Linked DNA regions of Pan troglodytes: region 1 is linked to region 2. A link is a contact called in public Hi-C data. All regions are on one chromosome and are shown on one strand. Each heading gives the region's core, a stretch centred on a gene start, on an enhancer-like site or on the middle of the called end of the contact. The rest is flanking DNA. Distances are from core to core; before and after follow the strand shown.

Evidence for each region. Hi-C and Micro-C count contacts between places; a contact is called where the count stands out from the background.
Region 1: a Hi-C map of stem cell-derived neural progenitor cells shows a contact between it and region 2, with 2.4 times the contacts expected there. The contact joins the enhancer-like site here to the promoter of ID2 in region 2. A contact is called at or near these places in 1 of 7 Hi-C or Micro-C datasets (stem cell-derived neural progenitor cells) and 1 of 1 datasets of contacts at active chromatin or transcription factors (stem cell-derived excitatory neurons).

What each region holds. Positions count from the first base shown.
Region 1 is chr12:114,626,315-114,631,092 of NHGRI_mPanTro3-v2.0_pri, forward strand. All of the region lies in intron 2 of LOC129143091 (a long non-coding RNA gene), which reads left to right. Among named protein-coding and RNA genes, the nearest start is that of ID2, 430 kb to the left of the region's middle. Within about 2 kb of position 1,972, at least 3 of the 24 cell types and tissues checked have an H3K27ac peak or open chromatin away from gene starts, as enhancers often do. A contact at or near this core is called in stem cell-derived neural progenitor cells, where this site is marked.
Region 2 is chr12:114,196,657-114,201,450 of NHGRI_mPanTro3-v2.0_pri, forward strand. It overlaps ID2 (inhibitor of DNA binding 2), which reads right to left and starts at 1,657. Exons shown (of 5, transcript XM_003308873.7): 1 at 186-1,657. All of the region lies in intron 1 of LOC107972292 (a long non-coding RNA gene), which reads left to right.

The sequences.
Region 1 (4,778 bases), core at 722-3,221, 430 kb after region 2:
CTCAAGCATTTATATTTAACTTTCACTGGGTTGTATCCAGAGCAAAGAGCCGTACAGTCATTTTGTGCTGTGTGTGTCTTTTCTACTTTCAGGGCTTGTAGTAAGGTTACAGAATGTGCTGGCACTTCCCGGAGTTTGTCTATTAAGCGAATGAGTGATGCATCATCTTGGTGAGATATTTGGTCCATTTCGCGCCTCTCTCTTCTCGTTCCCGCCCTCCACATTTGTTTCCCTGTAGCTGGGCCTCTCCTGTTCTGATGGCAGCCGTGCATCCTGGCCACATCTACCTAGGTGGCTTCTCCTGGAATTTCTTCTGGTTATCCTTCCAGCCTTTGTGTCAGCTCTGAGGCCACATTTTTCAGGAAGCTCTATCTGCCCACCAGGCCCCCACTGCTGGGTGGCTCCTCCCTGCTTCCCTGAACGTTCTGGACCTTTGCACAGTTCTGACCTTGCTGCTTCCTGGCTGTCTCCAACCTGAACTCTAAGCTCGATGGGTGTAATGTGTGGGTTGGGCTTGCTCTGGTGTCTCTGGCAGGTGGCACCAGGCCTGATATGTAGTGGGTGCTTGACTGCTGTCTGTTGCTCTTAGAAAAAGTAATAATTGAGTATATTTGGGAGTTCCCAGAGGAGACACACAGAGACTCTCCTTTGAAGATGAGATACACTCTTAAAAAACCTGAAAAATTTGACCCTAAAAGCTCCCTAGAACTGAGAGGGCTATGCAGAGGTTGCCTGGGATGAAGGTTCATTACACTGTGATTCCCAGGTTAGGATGAGGGTTGAGGGGATGAAGACATTTTAGGCAGATAAGTGGCCAGGAGTTTAGCAGATTTCATCACTTTATTTGGGCCAATGCAGTGAATTATTGAAAATAATAGTGGATGAGACTTTATGTCATCTCAGAAAAGGGAGCTAAGAAGCACTGTCCTGTGTACTTTACATCAATCCATCATTTTCTGAGGTGGATTCAGGTATTAGCATTTTATTTATTTACGTATTGAGTTTTGAAAGGAAGACTCACTCTGTTGCCCAGGCTGGAGTGCAGTGGTGTGATCTCAGCTCACTGCAACCTCCACCTCCTGAGTTCAAGTGATTCTCCTGCCTCAGCCTCCGGAGTAGCTGGGACTACAGGTGTGTGCCACCATGTCTCGCTGATTTTTTTGTATTTTTCATTACAGATGGGGTTTTGCCATGTTGGCCAGGCTAGTCTCGAACTCCTAACTTCAGGTGATCCACCACGTTGGCCTTCCAAATTGCTGGGATTACAGGGGTGAGCCACTGCATCCGGCCAGGTACTTGCATTTTAGAGTGAAGGACTTTAGTACAATGGTCATGACAAGAACTTTGAAGTCAGACTGCCTACGTACAAATCTTTTCTCCATGTATAGAAGGTAAGGGCCAGGCACGGTGGCTCATGCCTATAATCCCAGCACTTTGGGAGCCCGAGGCAGGTGGATCATGAGGTCAGGCAATCGAGACCATCCTGGTTAACATGGTGAAACCACATCTCTACTAAAAATACAAAAAAATAGCTGGGCTATGCCTGTAGTCCTAGTTACTTGGGAGGCTGAGGCAGGAGGATCGCTTGAACCTGGGAAGCGGAGGTCGGAGTGAGCCGAGATTGCGTCATTGCACTCCTGCCTGGGTGACAGAGTGAGACTCTGTCTCAGAAAAAAAAAAGAAGGTGAGATCTAGGAAAAGGGCTCATCTCTGGGTGCCTCAGTTGTCTCATGTGTAAAGTGGGATTTAAAAAGCACCATGAAGTTGTAGTATAGCTGAGATGGATGATATAAGCAAACATTTAGCATAGTGCTTAGCAAAGAATGCTCAGTAAATACCTTATTCCAAATTGAGAAACTGAGCTTCAGAGGACTTCAGCTCCTCATGTGATCATTACTCAGCTAAGGAGGAGAGACTGGGTTTTGAATGCAGATTGATCTGTCTTACAAAAGATTGGGGTTTTCCTACTCTACCGGATGGTTTCCCTGGAAACCCACTGCCAAGCCTTTGTTATGTGCACCGCGGTTTGACATTACTATGTGTTCTGAGCCTTCTTTTGACGCCTGCATTTTGCTGCAATGAATTTAGGGATTTCCCCCAAGTCATTTTGCATAATCAAGGATGGCCTGGATGTTGTCTCATCAGAGCCACCTGAAGACCATGGACATTTTCTTGGAAACTGAAACTATAGAAACTATATGTTACTGCTTCTAACTTCTTAGTTTTCAAAAGACATTCTTGGACCCGGCTGCAAAGTCCTATAAATTAAATTGAAATCAGCCACATTTATGATAGGGTTGTTACAAAGCTGTAAGTGTTCTGAATTTATGACTCTGCTCACATTCAGCTGTTCACTCCTTCTGCTTCTAGGTCTTTCTATCCTGTGTGGGACAGAATTTATATTTGTGGGTAAGATCATTATGAATCTTTTATGTACCACAAGTGCAATTTCAAATGTTTGCAAGCATGCAGAACTAGGTCCATGAGATATCTGCTATATTTCATGGATTACGGCTTTGTCTCAATAGTGGGGGAAAAAATATCCCTCAAACCCAAACCCAAACATTGAACTTTGTAACTGGCCACTAACTCTCACTGAAGAGGAAATAATTGTTGGTGAAGCTAAACTTCGACTCTGTGGATGTTGCTTTAAAATTCTCTTCTTTTTCATGTTTTAAAAAATAAGTCCCATGAATGACCATCTTTCCAAATGTCCCTTCCAGCCTTCTAGCTGAGTTCAGTGAGAAAGGAACAATTTGTCTGCATCAGAATTTCATGTGTACTTTTGCAGCAATCAGCATTGAAAGTGAGGACACAACTGAGCAGCTGGCTGGCTCTTTCCTCATTATTTTTTGGAAAGTTGACCCTGAACTTTTGTGTCATCGAAGTCAAACTGCCAAAGAAAATGTAGATATCTGGGGAAGTCTTTAAAAAAAATTATTGTGAAAATGAAACGGTTTTTGTATCTTTTGCAAACGGACAGCTGGAGACCCGGTGCAGCCACACCGGGGACTCTGGTTTTCCTGTCTCCGTGAGCTTTAGGGCGGCAGGGTGAGGCATTATGGCTATTCTGACAAGAAACTGGGAATCAAACACACCACTTGAGTGATGCAACCAAATTAAAAGGGAAAAGAGAATATAATGAAGTATCATTAAAAGCAAATAATGAGATAGATTTTAATATGCACAAACATTTTTTGCTGACTTGGTGCTTTGGAGCACGAGGCTGTCGATTTTGCTGTGTTGTCAGTAGGAAATGATTCCCAAATTAATCCAGGCAACAGAATCATCTGGAGGAACTTTAAAAAAATACACATTTAGGGCCCCATCTCAGACCCACATCAGAATTGCCATAGTCACAGCTCATGTCTCTGTTTTAAGGAGATCTGTAGACTGGTTTGGGAAACTGGAGCATAGTTTTATGGTCACACTTTCTCTGTATCTTTTTGAAAATATGTGCAGATTACTTTGGAGTTACCCTTTTATAGGAGAGAATTCTAGAGTAAGTTGTGCTTTAGGGATTCTCACCTCCCTTCTATACATAGAAAATTGAACCCCAGAAAGGTTTGCTACTTGGTCTAGGTTGCACAGCTGCTGGAGGCAGTGAGGATTTGAACCCAGGCCTTCAGTTGCCCCACCCAGGGATCTTTCAGTCCTGCTCTGTGATTTCTGTGATTTCTTAGTCCTGCTCTGAAGCAGCCCAGTGGACTATAGTGAATGCAGACAAGCCCTGCAGGTTATCGAAAATTTTTCAGTTTTCTAGGGAAACACAGTACTACTCAACATCTGTCAGGCAGTGTGTGGACTACTAGTTGAGATGGTTCAGTCTCAACAGTGGGTCCTGCTGTATTCCTTTTAATAACATACCTTTGCAAAGCTGGATTTTTGGAAGTGGCTTAGATAAAAAGTCCCTATTGTGGAAAAATCAGTATGAAACAGGAAATGAGAGTAGCAATGTCCACTCTGAGTCCAGGGATTGAGAAGTTGTGTGGGGCCCTAAGGATATATACAGTTATTAGTAAATAACTATTTTAGAATGAAATAAAAATGGCCTCTTTTCTTTCAATTTGTGTATTATTTTTCAAATGGCTTCTAGCTTCCTAGGACATACACGCTTATAACCGAAGAAGTACTTAATAAGGGGAACCATTAGAAATTTCTTTTGGCACAAGGGCACTGTGAACAAATTACAGAGATCCTAGGGCACTTTGAGCAAAGAAAGTTTGAGAACTGGGTCATGCTGCCTTCCACTGCACACACTGAATTTTTACTTGGGCATTCCAAAGCTTTGGCTTCATTGGTTTAAAAAAACTAACAAACAGATGACATCTTCTCTTCTCTTGGTATCATTGGCCTCACCATTTATTTCATGTCACTTAATTGAAGGCAAATCTATTTATGAATGTTTCAGATGACAGTAGTTTTTGTGACAGCAGCAAAACTCCTGAAAATGAGTTTCTCCTGAAATGAGGCTGTATTCAGAGTTCTTGGAGGAGGAGCAGGTTGCTGAGAGCACGAATGAATAGAGGGCAGTTCATCTAGCCAAAATATCTGCCCTACTGCCTGTTGGTCTACCATTATAACCCCATTCCTATGCATTCTGCTGATAGTAGGGTCTTCAAGAAACTCCACAGAAATGCAGAGGTTTCTTGCCAGTCAAGTCTTGGTAAGCTTTAGTTGTTACTAAAGAGTCAGACTGGAGGAAGAGGATGCAGTTTACCTGATTCTGGAGGTAGAAAATTCCAGGAGGGTGTGGGGCTCAAGGGTTGTCCCCCTAA
Region 2 (4,794 bases), core at 407-2,906:
GCGGAAGGGGCAGGCCTAGAGGCTGAAAGAAAAGCTCGATAATGGGGAAACAGTGTTTTTTCCTTCAATTAATGATTAATTTCTCAGCTGGTGGGGCCAGCAGTCTCTGACCGTCACGTGACAGCTATGCGCCCCATGACGCCTCTCCAGGGAGGCAGAGTGGGTGGCACTGAGGTGGAGCTCACCTTCCTGAAATTCAGCCCCCTCAGTTTGGAGGAAGGAGGTAAACTGTTTCCTGTCCAGCCAGAAGTTTGCGGAGGGCCTTCCCAAGGCCAGGCAATGCTGCCTGCGACTCTGTCCCTGACAGCGTTGGACGCACCGTATCTCTTCTGATATTAAGTCTGGAAGTGATTTACTATCCGAGTCCTCCCACAGTTCGAGCCTTTTGATGTACTTTGTGTGCATGTGTTTCTGTCACATACGTGCCACAGTGGAACAGATTTTGTTTTGACACTATTTTGGTTCATGATGTTATACTTTGACTATTTTACAATAATAGCCAATGTAAACAAACATCTTTGGGATTCTCAAATTATTACTTATGATTCTTGGACATTGCAGCTCTTCGATACTGACGCATTCCTAGCTTTTTCCAAGGACACCGTATGTTAACATCCGTGCCAGCCTCATTATCCCCACAGCCAGGCTCTGGGCTGGGCGGTAATGAGCATTGTGCGGTTTCACTTTACACTTTGCAAAGTTGATTAAGGCAGTGCCTTCTCCCATGATCATTTTTGTACCCTGATGTAGTAAAATGGCTAAATATGGTGAAAGTTTTCTGGTGTTTCTTTCTTTAGCTGCCATGTCAGAGTCCAGTCTGCCTGGCTGTGCTGAATTCGATTCTATTGGCACACTACCCAGTTTTACATTCATTTAAAGATCATTTAAAGGGGATTACGAAGCTGTATAAGTTAATGATTTAAACAAGGCCTAAGTTACTAGTGTGTTTCAGCACGCCCAATATGAAATCACCTTAAAAATTGCTTTCGTGGGGGAAAATCGTGTCGGAGCATTTTCGAAGTGGGTTTAAAAGCAAGTCAAAATCTGTCAATTGGTGGCTTGGGTGGGTTTGCATTTGAGGCCTCCAAAGTTCAAACGGCCCCAGCTAGAGGGAGGGCTAGATCCGCGGGCGGTGGGAAGGTGTGCAGGGCTTCCGCTGGTGGGTGTTGGTGCGGTCCCCCTCGACTCCCCACCGGGACGCCCCCACCCCGTGGCAGCGACAGACCGGCCCGTAAGGTCCCCCAGCCTGGCTCCAGGACTCACTCACTCCGCCTCTAGGGCAGGCCCCGCGGCGGCTCTCGCGTCCGGGCCCCTCGCGGTAATCAGAAGCAGCTCCGGGCCGGGAGCTCCGCGCTGGCCAGGCCGCCTTTGCCACCCCCGCGTGATGCGCCGGGGGGCGGGAGGAGCCTGCGGGGGCGGGGGGCGCGTCTCAAGGTCCTCCCTGCACATCTGGCGCAATGGGGAGCGTTCGCCTTTCTTTCCCGGGTTTTGTTCTCACAGCTGTGTCCATTCCGCCCGTGACCCCGCGAGTGATCCCTGACAGGTGATGAATTGGCGGCGGCGGCGGCGGCGGCGCGCGGGCCAGGCCGCGGCGGGGCCGGAGCCGGAGCCCCGGAGCAGACTCTCTGGCGCCAGGCGCGTGACGCCGCCCATTCACGCCGCCCTGCAGCCTTGTCCTCGCGGCGCCGCTCAGGCGGCTGCCATGGCAACCGCGCCGTCACTCAGCGCGCGCGCCCAGCTGATCAATGCCTGCGAGGCCCGGCAGTCCCAGGCTCGCCCAGGCCCGGCCGCCGGCCCGCGCGCACCTGCAGCCGCTGCACGTCTTAAGTTTCGAGTGATTTGGGGAAGGAAAGAGGACAGAGAAGAAAAGAAAAGGGCTCGGGGGGGGGGGGGGGGCGGGTGAGGGGCGGAGGAGAGGACGAAGGAAAAAAGCCGGGAGATGGAGAAGAAAGAAATCTTCCTTTTGCAAAAGGAGGCATAATGTGGCTTAGAGGTTGCCAAAGCAAAAGGTTTTGCTTTATTTTGTTTTTGCAACCGAGGCGTTCAGGGTGGGGCTGGAGCGAGGGAAGGGTGGATGGGGAGAAGGTCACTGTCTTAGCACATGGCGAGATTTGTTTACTCCTTTGGATTATTTCGGTTTCTCGCCGAATGGCTTTGATCCTGGATTCCTAAAAATACCTTTGAAAGATTGAAAGACTCGCCCCGCCCTCCCAACCTCCACACCTTCTTACTGCCTAACTCCTCGGAACCCTCGGAGGTTGCGCATAAACAATTTTTTCTTCCAGAACGGTCCCCCTCTCCGCCCTGGGGGAGCCGGGAGGATGTGCAGCCCCAGTCCTCCTGCTCGGCGGAGCCTCGCGCGCGCAGAGCCTAGCGCGATTCGCGCCCTCATTACCACTACAAAGCGCGGGCCAGACCAATCCCCTTTCTAATGCACCATTTTCGACTGAGAACATCAAGAGGCCAGAAACTTCCAAGTCAGCTTGCAGACGCAGACGCCTCCTGGGGTCCTGGCTTTAAGAACCAGATGCCAACATTCCTGGACAGTTTATGGCATCCGGATCCCTCAAGGGTGCTCATCTGCAGTTGAGAGTGTTAGTAGCAATTATTTATCTGTCCTGGAGAGGAGTTCCTGAACATAAATGTCCTCTGTTGGCCCTAAAGCTGGGGGCGGAGGCTGTGTGTTGTGGGGTGGGGGTTGGGGGGCCGAATGTTCCCGGTCCTGTTATCTGGTTTAGCAGCATTTGTTGTGGTTTTCGAGGAAACGGCATTTGGATTACATAAGGATTCAAGTTTTTGCTGTACTTGTTTATTTAATACCTTGGCAAGAGGGAGCCCTTACCCTGAAACCAGATAACCGATTTTGGGTTTAAAACACAGCCTTAGATGAAGGGCCACTCGAGGGGAAGAAAATGAGCAAAGCCACAAAAAGCAAACAAGGGAATGTTTATTTTTCTCTTTTTGGATATTTTTGAAGACCTGCCTAACCTCTTACACTTCTTGTCGCATACAGCTAATAAATGGCATTAATAAAGCGTTTCAGCGACTACCATGGCTTAACAGTGGCTCCTCCCCTGCCCTGCCACCATTCAGGCTGTAATTCCTTCCAGGATTCCCGCACCATCCTGTGTGCCCAGAGCTCTCTAGAGCACCAGGTAGAACTCCGTGCTAAATCCAATTGCTTGCAATCTTCTGATCCCCTTTTAGGGAGATCACTTTTCAGCTTGGTTCAAAGAAAGCAAAGTTTGGGAAGTTTGGCGGAGGGGCCGACTTAACTACGGGCACTGCAAATATTTTGTTACAAATGCTGTGAAGTGCCCCGATTTGTGGCTGCGTTAGCTTTCACAAAGGATTTTCCTGTGTCTTTTGTTCCGATCACCACATTAAAAGAGAAAATTAACTTGAGTGAGAGATAAGGTCTTGGAAAACAATCTTGGGCCGCCCGCGAGCTGGCGGGAGCGGGGCTGGCGTCGCCTTGTCTGCGCCGCCCCGCGGCGCGAGTCTTGGGGTCCGGCCACCGCAGGGAGCCTAGGTCATGCAGGGATCCCCCCCTCCATCCGCTGTGCACCCCCGCGCCACAGCGCAGCACCCAGGCCACCCCCCCCGCCCACCAGCGTCCGTGGGAATCCGCCCCAGCCAGCGACAAGGGCGGGCTTGTCCGGAATCAAACTGCATCTTAATATTATAATGCGGCACCAAAAGCAAAACCCGAGGCCCCGGCTTGCAGTCCCTAACAAGAAACACATTGTGTGCGCTTTTTCTTTTTTGGCTCAAGCCACGTTCGCGCGCCGGCCCCTCCGCAGCGAGCCAAGTCCATGACTTCAGTGAGGAGGAACCCGCCTGCCTCGCACCACGTGCGCTCCCAGCTGGGGCAGCCGCTCTGTGAGCCCTGTCTCGGTCCCTGGGACGGGCTAGGGCCTGGCCGGGACGCACTTGTCCTGGGCACAGGACAAGGGCTTTGGGGCACAGCCCTTTCTCGGCCGAGGAGGCAGGCGAACCGATCGCCCGGGCACTGGTGTTACCCAGGTGGCGCCAGCGCGAGTTGGCTGGTGGACAGATTTTTCAATAGTTTGAACTCCTTCTTCCCCTTGCCGCATCTTTAAGGCGTTTACTCCCAGATTCAGCCCTCTCCTCATAATAATGACAGTTTGCAGACTTTTCCTTTCCAGTTAGAGTGCGTGCGCGGGTCCTGCAAGACCCCAGCCGCGCGTCACCGCGAACCGTTCAGCGGGAGGGGCAGGACCTAAGGCTGCGTCTCCAGGAGGGAACGTGGAGACACCGCGGGCGGAGGGGACCTGGAGGAGCAGTCCTAGGCACGGGGCGAAGGATTTGCGCTCTAGCTGGTGGAGCGCACATCGCCCTGGTTAGCTCTGCGGTGGGTCCTGGGCTCTTACTGGCCTCTTCCTGCCTCCGCTGACATCAGGGCTTCTCCTGTTTAGTCCTAGGCCTGCCCTTCATCAGGACTCCGCAGAAAAGGATGGGTAAATTAAGGCATACATTTAATTTTAACCATCATGCCTGACTTTCTAGGATTCTGTGTGAAGAATAGAGAGACAGACGTTCCATTTCAAAGAAAAAAGAGCAACACGAAGGCCCTCTTTAAGGAGAGAGTAAACATTCACTTTAGGTAAAAAATAGTCTTTTACACGCCTGTGCACGGCACACCTCTTTTGCTGTTCACCTTGAGCCCAAGAGTTTGGAAAGGCTGCTCCCATTTCAGAGAGGAAGAAACGCAGGCACACGTGAATGACAGACTCCTCTGTGGTGGCCTAGACTCCAGCCAACACTTCCTAG